2 separate regions of the Macaca mulatta genome follow, and region 1 is linked to region 2. Evidence: chromatin contacts called from public Hi-C data. All regions are on one chromosome and are shown on one strand. The core of a region is the stretch at or near the end of the contact, and the rest is flanking DNA. Distances in the headings are between cores, read along the strand shown.

The links. Hi-C and Micro-C count contacts between places; a contact is called where the count stands out from the background.
Region 1: a Hi-C map of fetal cortical plate shows a contact between it and region 2, with 3 times the contacts expected there. The contact joins the promoter of SPIRE1 here to the promoter of AFG3L2 in region 2. A contact is called at or near these places in 6 of 14 Hi-C or Micro-C datasets (CD4 T cells, blood, fetal cortex germinal zone and 3 more).

Annotation. Positions count from the first base shown.
Region 1 is chr18:83,336,060-83,342,061 of T2T-MMU8v2.0, forward strand. SPIRE1 (spire type actin nucleation factor 1) reads right to left here and starts at 1,465. Exons shown (of 16, transcript XM_077975376.1): 1 at 717-1,465. The coding sequence starts at 729. It overlaps LOC114673764, which reads left to right. Exons shown (of 4, transcript XM_077975406.1): 3 at 4,785-4,856.
Region 2 is chr18:83,082,648-83,088,409 of T2T-MMU8v2.0, forward strand. AFG3L2 (AFG3 like matrix AAA peptidase subunit 2) reads right to left here and starts at 1,798. Exons shown (of 17, transcript XM_077975364.1): 1 at 1,540-1,798. The coding sequence starts at 1,653. It overlaps LOC144336549 (a long non-coding RNA gene), which reads left to right. Exons shown (of 3, transcript XR_013408433.1): 2 at 380-449; 3 at 663-1,806.

The DNA.
Region 1 (6,002 bases), core at 215-2,714, 250 kb after region 2:
CATTCTTAAAAACAAATTTGCAACACTGGGATTTTCCTTGAGTGATGATTGTTTAAATATATACACATTTTGAGAGGGAGACATTACTGCACTGTATCACAGGACGGTTATATTCAACACAGGAGCTTTTTTTTTTTTTTTGTCAAGTAACAATTCATGGCTATGATATACTTAAATATTTTGCCTGTGTGAGCATATATGTAATTAAGTTGAGGAAAGATGACAAGTAGAATATTGTGTGATGTTTCTTCTCTACACAAAATAAAGGAAAATCTTTAAAATCCTAGCAGTCTTCTAAGTTTAGTTATACAACATGAACGCTTGACTCTTTTTTGTATAAAGACCATAACTTACTAACTTCTAAATGATTTTCAGTACTCCTTAAAGTTTTGATAAGCTGGCCGGGCATGGTGGCTCACGCCTGTAATCCTAGCACTTTGGGAGGCCGAGGCAGGCAGATCACCTGAGGTCAGGAGTTCGAGACCAGCCTGGCCAACATGGCAAAAACCCATCTCTACTAAAAATACAAAAATTAGCTGGGCATGGTGGCAGGCACCTGTAATCACAGCTACTTGGGAGGCTGAGGCAGGAGAATCACTTGAACCTGGGAGGCAGAGACTACAGTGAGCCGAGATTGCACCATTGCACCCCCAGCCTGGGCGACAAGAGCGAAACTTTGTCTCAAAAAAGCAGAAAACAAAATTGATAAGCCTTACTGTTCTCCATCATCACAACACTCTGAAAGTGACTGCTGACCACTCAAAGGCTACCAGCAGTTAATATCTTCTCAGTGGAGTTCAAGCAGCCCTGTGGAATAACAGCACTGTCCCATTTTCTCATTTTCAATTCATATTTGGGGCCAGGCGCAGTGGCTCATGCCTGCAATCCCAGCACTTTGGGAAGCCAACGCAGGCAGATCACTTGAGGCCAGGAGTTTGAGACCAGCCTGGCCAACGTGGTGAAACCTCATCTCTACTAAAAATGCAAAGAAAATTAGCCAGGCATGGTGATGCATGCCTGTAATCCCAGCTACTCGGGAGCCTGAGGCAGGAGAATCGCTTGAACCCAGGAAGCGGAGATTGCGGTGAGCCAAGATTGTACCACTGCACTCCAGCCTGGGTGACAGAGTGAGACTCCATCTCAAAGAGGAAAAAAAAAAAAAATCCAAAGATTGAAATGCCTTTATGTTCAGGATATTTTGTTCCCAATTTCAGTCATTGATTGTATTTTTACTCTGTGACTTCACATTTAAAATGTCTGAACAACTCAAATCAACATTTAAATGTCTTTTTCAAAGTGCTGTGAAGTCCGATGTGTTACTCTGAATATGGTTTTGTTTTTGTTGATTTTGTTATTTTTTAAAAATGGAATCCTTGACTTTTTTTATATTTACTTATTATTCTTGTAGAATAAATGTACTTCATGCTTCATACTCTGGAAGTGCTGGCCGCGCTGCTCTGAGTCTTTCAGGGAGCACCGTCACTGTGCAGCCCAAGCTTTTCCCAGACACTTGTGGACAGGTGCTCCTAAGGGGCACATTCACCTAGAAAAGTGCACCAGAAAGGAAAAAAAAAAAAAAAAAACAGCATATTTTTTAATGTTGTAACCTAAATTTTCATTGCCTACAATTGTAATACTTTATACATCTATAGTGATACTTCATACTTTCAAAATGTGCTCTTCAGTTATACAACTTGAAGGGTCAGATATTGTTATTTCTGTCTTACAGAGGAGAAAATACAGTCATAGGACAAAATGCAGAAGCAGTAAATGAAACAGGTGGGACTGGAACTCAGGCCTCCTGACCAGCTCAGCTCTTTCTCCTACATTACAATGTCCGTGTACACTCACACACAGCGAGAATGAAGTCCTGAGCCTGGCCGTGGGGACTCACACCTGTAATCCCAGCACTGTGGTAGGCTGAGGCGGGAGCATCATTTGAGCTCACAAGTTTGAGACCAGCCTGGGCAATGTGACGAAAATCCATCTCTACAAAAAATACAAAAAATTAACCAGGTGTGGTGGTGCACACCTATAATCCCAGCTGCTCAGAAGGCTGAGGCACAAGAATCACTTGAACCCTGGAGGCAGAGGCTGCAGTGACCCGAGATCATGCCACTGCACTCCAGCCTGGGCAATACAGTGAGACCTTGTCTCAAAAAAAAAAAAAAGAAAAAAGAAAAAAAATGTTTTGAGGAAAAGTAGAGGATTGAGATAAAAGGTATTAACAGTAGTGTATCAGTGGGTTCATGAGAGACCTTGGAAAATACTAGGCTAAGCAATAATCATGTTTCACCTACTTAATGTGATTGATTCTCCTTTAAGATAATTATTTTTAAACCATTATAGATGTATGATGTTCTGATCTGAATATAAGTGTAATTATTAGCTTCAACTAGTTAAGAAGATTTGTCTTCGAAAAGACTTCATAAATATGAATTTTAGGCCAAGCCACTATTTTATGCTTACAGAAATTGGAGCCTATAAAGGTTAAGTGACTTACCCCAAATTACTGCTAGTTGGCCTGAGATAATTCAAATATATTTCCTATAACACAAACTTTCCAAATACTCTTTTATAGCCGTATTACATAATTCTGATCAGATTTCAAATGTTAGGACAAGCAGTAGCTTACTCCTTAATTCCAGTGGGAAATTAAAAACAAAATAAGGCCCAAAAATATCTATTCTTTGAGACAGTCGCTTGAGGCCAAGGCTTGAGTGCAGTGGAATGATCTCAGCTCACTGCAACCTCCACCTCCTAGGTTCAAGCAATCCTCCCACCTCAACCTTCCAAGTAGCTGGGACCACAGGTGCACACCAATACCTGGCTAACTGTTGTACTTTTTTGCAGAGACAAAAAAGAGACAGGGTTTCACCATGTTGCCCAGGCTGGTCTGGAACTCCTGAGCTCAGGTAATCCACCCACCTCTTCCTCCCAAAGTGCTGGGATTACAGGTGTAAGCACCACAACCGGCCACAAAAATACCTTTGTTTTTTTTTGTTTTTTTTTTTGTTTTTTTTTTTTGAGACGGAGTCTCGCTCTGTCGCCCGGGCTGGAGTGCAGTGGCCGGATATCAGCTCACTGCAAGCTCCGCCTCCTGGGTTCACGCCATTCTCCTGCCTCAGCCTCCCGAGTAGCTGGGACTACAGGCGCCCGCCACCGCGCCCGGCTAGTTTTTTGTATTTTTTTTAGTAGAGACGGGGTTTCACCGTGTTAGCCAGGATGGTCTCAATCTCCTGACCTCGTGATCTGCCCGTCTCGGCCTCCCAAAGTGCTGGGATTACAGGCTTGAGCCACCGCGCCCGGCAATACCTTTGTTTTGTAGCAAAGTTTGATGTTTGACAATAATTGCTTAAAAATGGAGAATTCTCAATAAAATCTTAACCAGAGTTTTTGTGTTGTGTAAATTAAAGAAAAATTTTCAGACTGAATCACAGTTTGCTGATGAGACAATGCAAAAATATTTTTTCAAGCCTCCATTATTTAATTTTTCCTGAGTGTGTGTGTGTGAAGAGACAGAGTCTCATTCTGTTGCCCAGGCTTGATGGAGTCCAGTGGTGCAATCATAGCTCGTTGTAATCTCTAACTCCTGTGCTGAAAAGAATCCTCCCAGCCGGGCACAGTGGCTCATGCCTATAATCACAGCATTTTGGGAGGCTGAGGTGGGCAGATCACCTGAGGTCAGGAGTTCAAGACCAGCGTGACCAACATGGAGAAACCCCGTCTCTACTAAAAATACATAATTAGCTAGGCATAGTGGCGCATACCTGTAATCCCAGCTACCCGGGAGGCTTAGGCAGGAGAATCGCTTGAACCCAGCGGGGCGGAGGTTGTAGTGAGCTGAGATCTTGCCATTGCACTCCAGCCTGGGCAACCAGAGTGAAACTCCATCTCAAAAGAAAAAAAGAGTCCTCCCACTTCAGCCTCCTGAGTAGGCTGGGACTGCAGGGATGTGCCACCACACCCCACTAATTTTTAAAAACTTTTTGTAGGCCGGGCGTGGTGGCTCACGCCTATAATCCCAGCACTTTGGGAGGCCGAGGCGGGTGGATCACGAGGCCAGGAGATCGAGACCATCCTGGTTAACACGGTGAAACCCCATCTCTACTAAAAATACAAAAATTAGCCAGGCATGGCGGCATGTGCCTGTAGTCCCAGCTACTCAGGAGGCTGAGGCAAGAGATCGCTTGAACCCGGGAGGCAGAGATCTCAGTGAGCCAAGATCATGCCATTGATCTCCAGCTTGGGTGACAGAGTGAGACTCTGGCTCAAAAATTTTTTTTTTTTTGTAGAGAAAGGGTGTCAGTCTGCTGCCCAAGCTGGTCTCAAATTCCTGGGCTCAAGGTATCCTCCCACCTTGGCCTCCCAAAGTGCTGGGATTACAAGTTTGAACCATTATGCTTGGCTAATTTGTCCTGATTTTTTTTTTTTTTTTAAATACAGGGTCTTGCTCTGTGGCTCAGGCTGGAGTGCAGTGGTGCAATCTCTGCTCACTGCAACCTCTGCCTCCCAGGTTCAAGTGATTCTCCTGCCTCAGCCTCCTGAGTAGCTGGGATTACAGGTGCCCACCACCATGCCCAGCTAACTTTTGTATTTTTAGTAAAGCAGGGTTTCACCATTTTAGCCAGGCTGCTCTCGAACTCCTGAACTCAAGTGATCCACCCACCTCAGCCTCCTAAAGTGCTGGTGGGAGCCACTGCACCTGACTTATCCTAATCTTTATCGAGAAAAGATGGCCTTTTCCTGTTGCTCAAAAAAGGTGTTTTTTCCCTCATGTACAGGCAGAGGTCTAGAGCTGCTCCTGGCTCTTGTACTCTACTTTGACCCAATGAGAGCCTCATTTCTCTTCCAAGGTGAGTGTATAACCAACATAAAATATGACTTCCCTTTAATTCAACTAGATATTTAATGAATTCCGCACATTCCAGATGTGCTAAAAAGCTAGTCTTTAAGCTTTGCCTTAGTAATTTGTGTAGAAGGGTATAGGTAAAGGTATAGGCGTGGTGGTATGTGCCTGTGGTTCCAGCTACTCGGAGGCTGAGGTGGGAGGATTGCTTGAGCCCGGGAGGTAGAAGTTGCAGTGAGCCGAGTTCATGCCTTATATGTTACTTGTGCTTTTCCCTTAGGATTTCCCCTGAACTGTTCTGTTAACGTCAATTCCTGTCCTCCTGATCTTTTGTAGAAAGAGCCACTGATGGAACACTGTGTATTTCCCTTATGTGCCATACCTGTTCATACCTCTCAGGAACAGAAGTGTAACCCTTGCTCCCACTCTCGACCTAGCAATCTAATCCTTCTTAAGAGATGTTGGAAGAAAAATTATTGACATTGCAATTCATAAAAACATGACATCCCAGAGCTTAACCTAAAGTTGTAAGAGAGTATTTTAAAGAAACTTAATTTTCTTTTTTTTTTTTTTTTTGGAAACGGAGTCTTGCCCTGTCACCCAGACTGGAGTGCAATGGCACAAGCTCTACTCACTACAACCTCTGCCTCCCGGCTTCAAGCAGTTCTCCTGCCTCAACCTCCCGACTAGCTGTGACTACAGATGCACGCCACACGCCCAGCTAATTTTTGTATTTTTAGTAGAGACGGGGTTTCACCATGTTGGCCAGGCTGATCTTGAACGCCTGACCTCGTGATCTGCCCACCCTGGCCTCCCAAAGTGCTGGGATTACAGGCGTGAGCCACCGTGCCTAGCCCAACACTATTTTAATGGTATCAAAATTATTCCTTTGTGGCTGGGCACAGTGGCTCATACTTGTAATCCCAGCATCTTGGGAGACTGAGACAGGAGGAATACTTGATGCCAGAAGTTCAAGACCAGACTGAGCAACATAGCAAGACCTCATCACTACAAAAAAAAAAAAAAGGTTTAAAATTAGCCAGTCACAGTGGCATACAACTCTAGTCCTAGCTACTTAGGAGGCTGAGGCAAGAGGATCACTTGAGCCCAGGAGTTCTAGGTTAAAGTGAGCTGTGATCATGCCACTGTACTC
Region 2 (5,762 bases), core at 548-3,047:
AAAAAAAAAAAAAAAAAAGGGGACGAGGTGGGAGGATCGCCTGGGTCCTGGAGTTTGAGACCAGCCTGGGCAAGATGATGAACCCCACCTCTCCAGAATTTTTTTTTTTTTTTTGAGATGGAGTCTTGCTCTGTTGCCCAGGCTGGAGTGCAGTGGCCACTCTCAGCTCACTGCAAGCTCCGCCTCCCAGGTTCACACCATTCTCCGGCCTCAGCCTCTCGAGTAGCTGGGACCACAGGCTCCCGCCACCACGTCCGGTTAAATTTTTGTATTTTTAGTAGAGACGGGGTTTCACCGTGTTAGCCAGGATGATCTCCCTCTCCTGGCCTGGTGATCCGCCCGACTCAGCCTCCCAAAGTGCTGGGATTACAGGTGTGAGCCAACGCGCCCGGCCTCTCCAGAAATTTTTAAAAATCAACCATGGTGCTGTAGTCCCAGATACTTGGGAGGCTGAGGCGGGAGGATTGCTTCAGTCTGGGGCTGCAGTGAGCTGTGTTTGTACCATTGCACTCCGGCCTACGCGACGAAGCAAAAGCCTGTATCTAAAAATAAATAAATAAATAAAAAATTTTAAAAAAATTGTAGATCGGAGGGTCTGCTACACTACCCAGGCTGGTTTCCACCTCCTGGACTCAAGCTTCTCCCGCCTCGGCCTCCCGAAGTGCTGGGATCGCAGGCGTGAGTTCCCGCACCGGCCTATCTCCCCTCACAGTGAAGACGCTGAGCTGACTACCTCAAGGGCGCTGGGATAGCAGGAGGCCAAGCCAGGTTCCCTTGGCCGACCCGGGGACCTCAACCACCACCCGTACACCACCGTGAGGATGAGGAACAGTCACCTAAACAGTGAGAGCGATTATTGGACACGTGAACCTTTCCTTGAGGCAGATCACGGCCATGGTTCTGTCCACACACTATCATTATGTCAGCAACATGTATCAGGTCCTGTGTGTGTATCTAGAGGGATGGCTACCAACAGAGGAAGAGCCTCCCGCTGATAGCAGGCTCTAATATGCAACGAACACAGAGTCCCTGCTCCGAAAATGTGACATTCTTAATAATAATAGCTAATTCTGCCAGTCCTGGAATGCCCGCAATGGCCCCATTCAGCAGACGGGAACACGGAGACTCGGAGAGGTTAGGCAGCCTGACTCCAAAACCCGTCCTTGCGACAACATCGTGCTCGTGCTGCTGACTCAAAACTACAGACGCCTTCCTTCCGTGCTCCCGGGACATGAACGCGGGGACAAGGACGGCCACCAAGCCAACATGACCTTCGAGGCTTCAGCCGCCCCGGTGAAGCGCCAAGACCCGGCTCTACTGGAGCTGCGCGTTTTCAAAACTCGAATCCCACCGGCAGGGCTGGGCGCGAACCGGCGCTCAGCGGTCGGCGAAGAGACAGCGCGGGGGGCCGCGGCCCTCGGCAGGGACGGCCCGCGTGGGGCGGCAGGGCGGGGGCCAGTGACCTTGACGCCCGCTCTCCCGAGCCGGAAGTGGGCCCGAGGCCGGGTGGAGGGCGCCGGGCGCCCAGGTAGGACTCACCGTCCGGAGGCAGGGCTGCTCGCCTGGGCCCACGCCGCCAGGCACGCGCAGCTGCTGTAGGCCGCGGGGCCAGGAGCCGCCCCAGCCCCACAGCCGCAAACAGCGGTGCGCCATGGCCGCCGCCGTGGCCCTCTCGGCCCGGGACGCTGCGCAGGCGCGGGCAGGCGACCACTGGAGGCCTCGGGAAGCAGGCTCCGCTCGGGGAGAGACCGCCAGGCAGCGCAGCGCTCCCGCGGCTCACGGCGGAGCCCCAGCTCTCAACGCGGCGTCTCCCGCCGCCAGCCCCGCCCCGGCGCGCTGACGTCGACGTCTTCTCTCCGAAACCGGCCGCGACCTCAGCCGGTGCAGGAGAGCGGACCAAATGGTAGGAGCGTGGGGGCGGGACCGGAGGCGGGGGCCGACGAAGCGGCGTTGGGGGCGCGGCTGGAGGCGTGGCCGAAGAAGGACCTTAGAGGGCGAGGGGGAGCTGGAGGCGGAGCCGATGGCGAAGCGGGGACGGAGCCGAGGGCGGACAGGCGAGGGCGAGCGAGAGCTGGGGGCAGGGCCGATGGCGCACGTGGGGGGCGTGGCTGGAGGCGGGGCCAAGGAAGAACCGGGAGGGCGAGCGGGAGCTGCAGGCGAGGCCGACGGAGGAGTGGAGGGCGTGGCTGGAGGCGGGGACTAAGGGGAGACGCGCGCCTGGGATCCTGGGCTCCCGGGCCTGGGCAGCTGGGTGGGCCAGCCAGTTAGGAGCGAGGTGGAAGCAGCGAAGGCTCCAGCGGCGCCAGCTCAGTCGTCGGGTGTTGCTAGGGTCTGGAGACACCGAAGCGCACATTCCTGACCCTGGGAAGGCAAGGCGAAGATTCACAAGCAGCAGGGAGTGTTGGGGCCGTGCAGCCTGCGCTCTGGGAACCCTGTCGGGGAACTGGTGTTTGGAGAGCAAGTCGAGTCTTTCAGGTAGTGGAAACTACACATTGTTTCCTGTACCGTGACAGCGGAGGAAAAAAAGAGAGGTCTTTGAACCGAGGTGGGGGATTGGGGGGTTTTCTGAGACGGGCTCTCGCTCTGTCGCCCAGGCTTGCGATGCTGGACCTCAGGCAAAGGACAGTAATCCTTGAGAGACAGGAGACAAACCAGGTGAGTCCTGTGATTACCCCAATGGCAGTAAAACAATAAGAAAAAGATATACCAGAAACACCATCATACCATGCTCGCACAAAAGAAAACTGAGTAGACAGATTTTAGGGCAAGGAAATTCCAAACAAAATTAATTTCAGGGGAAAGAATATCACTAAGGATGAATAGTATCGGGTTTCTTTTCTTTTCCAGAGACAGGGTCTCACTCGGTCACTTAGGCTGGAATGCCGTGGTGCAATCGTAGCTCACTGCAGCCTCCAACTCCTGGGCTCAAGGGATCCTCCCGCCTCAGCCTCCCAAGTAGCTGGGACCACACGCGCTCGCCACCACACTCGACTTTTTTTATTTTGCGTAGAGATGGAGTCTCACTTTGTTGCTCACGCTAGTCTCAAACTCCTGACTTTAAGCAATCCTCCTGACTTAGCTTCCCAAAGTGCTGGGATTACAGATGTGAGCCACCCACACCTGGCCAAGAGGATTTTTATTATAATAAAGGGGTCAATTCATTAATAGGACATAACAACGTAAACATCTTTGTTCCCATTAACAGAAGCTTAAAATACAGGGAGCAAAGACTGACAGAACAACAACTTCCAATTATATTTGGAGATTTCAAATCCTTCTTTTGATAATTGACAGAACAATTAGACAGGAAAATAGTAAGTATATAAAAGACTTACACACAACCAAAGAAATCGAATTGACATTTATAGAAAACTACTCATAACAACAGAATACACATTATTTTCAAGTTTTCACGGAACACTTATCAAAATAAACCATATTATAGGCCATAAAAATATTAAGAGGAATCAAGTCTTATAAAACATATTTTCTAACCACAATGAAATTAAATTAGAAATCAGTATCAGAAATAGGCTGAGGTGAGAGGATCACTTGAGCCCAAGAGTTCCAGACAAGCCTGGGCAAAACAGAAAGACCTCATCTTCAAAAAAGAAAAAAAGCTAGACTAAGAAAATGAAGTAAAACCAAAGAAGAGAAAGAAGATAAGCGCGGCCGGGCGCGGTGGCTCACGCCTGTAATCCCAGCACTTTGGGAGGCCGAGGCGGGCGGATCACAACGTCAGGAGATCGAGACCGCAGTGAAACCCCGTCTCTACTAAAAATACAAAAAATTAGCCGGGCGTGGTGGCGGGCGCCTTGTAGTCCCAGCTACTCAGGAGGCTGAGGCAGGAGAATGGCGTGAACCCGGGAGGCGGAGCTTGCAGTGAGCTGAGATCAGGCCACCGCACTCCAGCCTGGGCAACAGAGCGAGACTCCATCTCAAAAAAAAAAAAAAAAAAGAAGATAAGCGCAAAAATCAATAAAATTAAAAACTAAAAGAGAGAAATGAATGAAATCAAAGGATGTTCTTTGAGAAGATCAATACTCAGACCAATCAGGAAAAAAGAAAATGACACAAATTGGCCCGGTGCAGTGGCTCATGCCTGTAATCCCAACACTGGGAGGCCAAGGCAGGCGGATCACCTAAGGTCAGGAGTTTGAGACCAGCCTGGCCAACATGGTGAAACCCCATCTCTACTAAAAATACAAAATTAGCTGCACATGGTGATGCACACCTGTAATCCCAGCTACTCGGGAAGCTGAGGCAGGAGATTCACTTGAACCCGGAAGGCAGAGGTTGCAGTGAGCCGAGATTGCACCATTGCACTCCAGCCTGGGCAAAAAGAGTGAAACTCCACTCAAAAAAAAAAAGAGAGAAAGAGAGAAGAGAAAGAGAGGAAGGAAGGAAGGGAGGGAGGGAGGGAGGAAGGGAGGGAGAGAGGGAGGGAGGAGATGGGCACGGTGGCTAACGCCTGTAATCCCAGCACTTTGGGAGACCGAGGTGGGTGGATCACGAGTTCAGGAGTTCAAGACCAGCCTGGCCAATATGGTGAAACTGCGTCTCTACTAAAAATACAAAAATTAGCCGGGCATGGTGGCACACACCTGTAGTCCCAGGTACTCAGGAGGCTGAGGCAGAAGCAGAAGAATCGCTTGAACCTGGGAGGTGGAGGTTGCAGTGAGCCAAGATTGCGCCACTGCACTCCAGCCTGGGTGACAGAGCGAGATTCCGTCTCAAAAAAAAAAGAAGAAGAAGAAGAAGAAAGAAAGAAACCCCATCTCTACTAAAAAAAAAAAAAAAAAAAAAAAAAAATTAGCCAGACATAGTGGCAAGCATCGGTAGTCCCAGCTATTCGGGAGGCTGAGACAGGAGAATAACTTGAACTCGGGAGTCAGAGATTGCAGTGAGCTGAGATCGCACCACTGCACTCCAGCCTGGAGTGCCAGACTCCATCTCAAAACAAACAAACAAACAAAATTACAAGCCGGGCGTGGTGGCTCACGCCTGTAATCCCAGCACTTTGGGAGGCGGAGGCGGACGGATCACGAAGTCAGGAGATCGAGACCACAGTGAAACCCCGTCTCTACTAAAAAAAACCAAAAAATTAGCCGGGCACGGTGGCGGGCGCCTGTAGTCCCAGCTACTTGGGAGGCTGAGGCAGGAGAATGGTGTGTACCCAATAAGCAGAGCTTGCAGTGAGCCGAGATCACGCCACTGCACTCCAGCCTGGGTGACAGAGCCAGACTCCGTCTCAAAAAAAAAAAAAAAAGAAAACCATGAGATTCCACTTCACAATCTAGGAGAGCTGTAATAAAAAATACTACATAGTAAAAAATAATATAGATATTAAGTATTGTCAAGAGTGTGGAGAAATTGGAACCCTCATGTTAGTAGGACTATAAAATGCTTTGGAAAACTGTCAATTTTCATAGGTTAAACGTAGTCATATGACTCAGCATGTCCGCTCTGGGCATCTTCCCAAGATAATTGAAAGGATATATCCACACAGAAACCTGTACATGTGTTCATAACATATGTACATATGCTGTGTTCATAGCAGCATTATTCATGATCGCCAAAAACCAGAAAGAGCCTAAACATGTTATCAACTGAATGGATTAATGAAATGTGGTGTATTATTACAATGGATTGTTATTCAGCCATAAAATGAAGACCTGATACACGCTATAGCATGGATAAACCTTGGAAACAAAGAAGTCAGAGATAAAAGACCACATATAAGATTGCATTTATACATATGA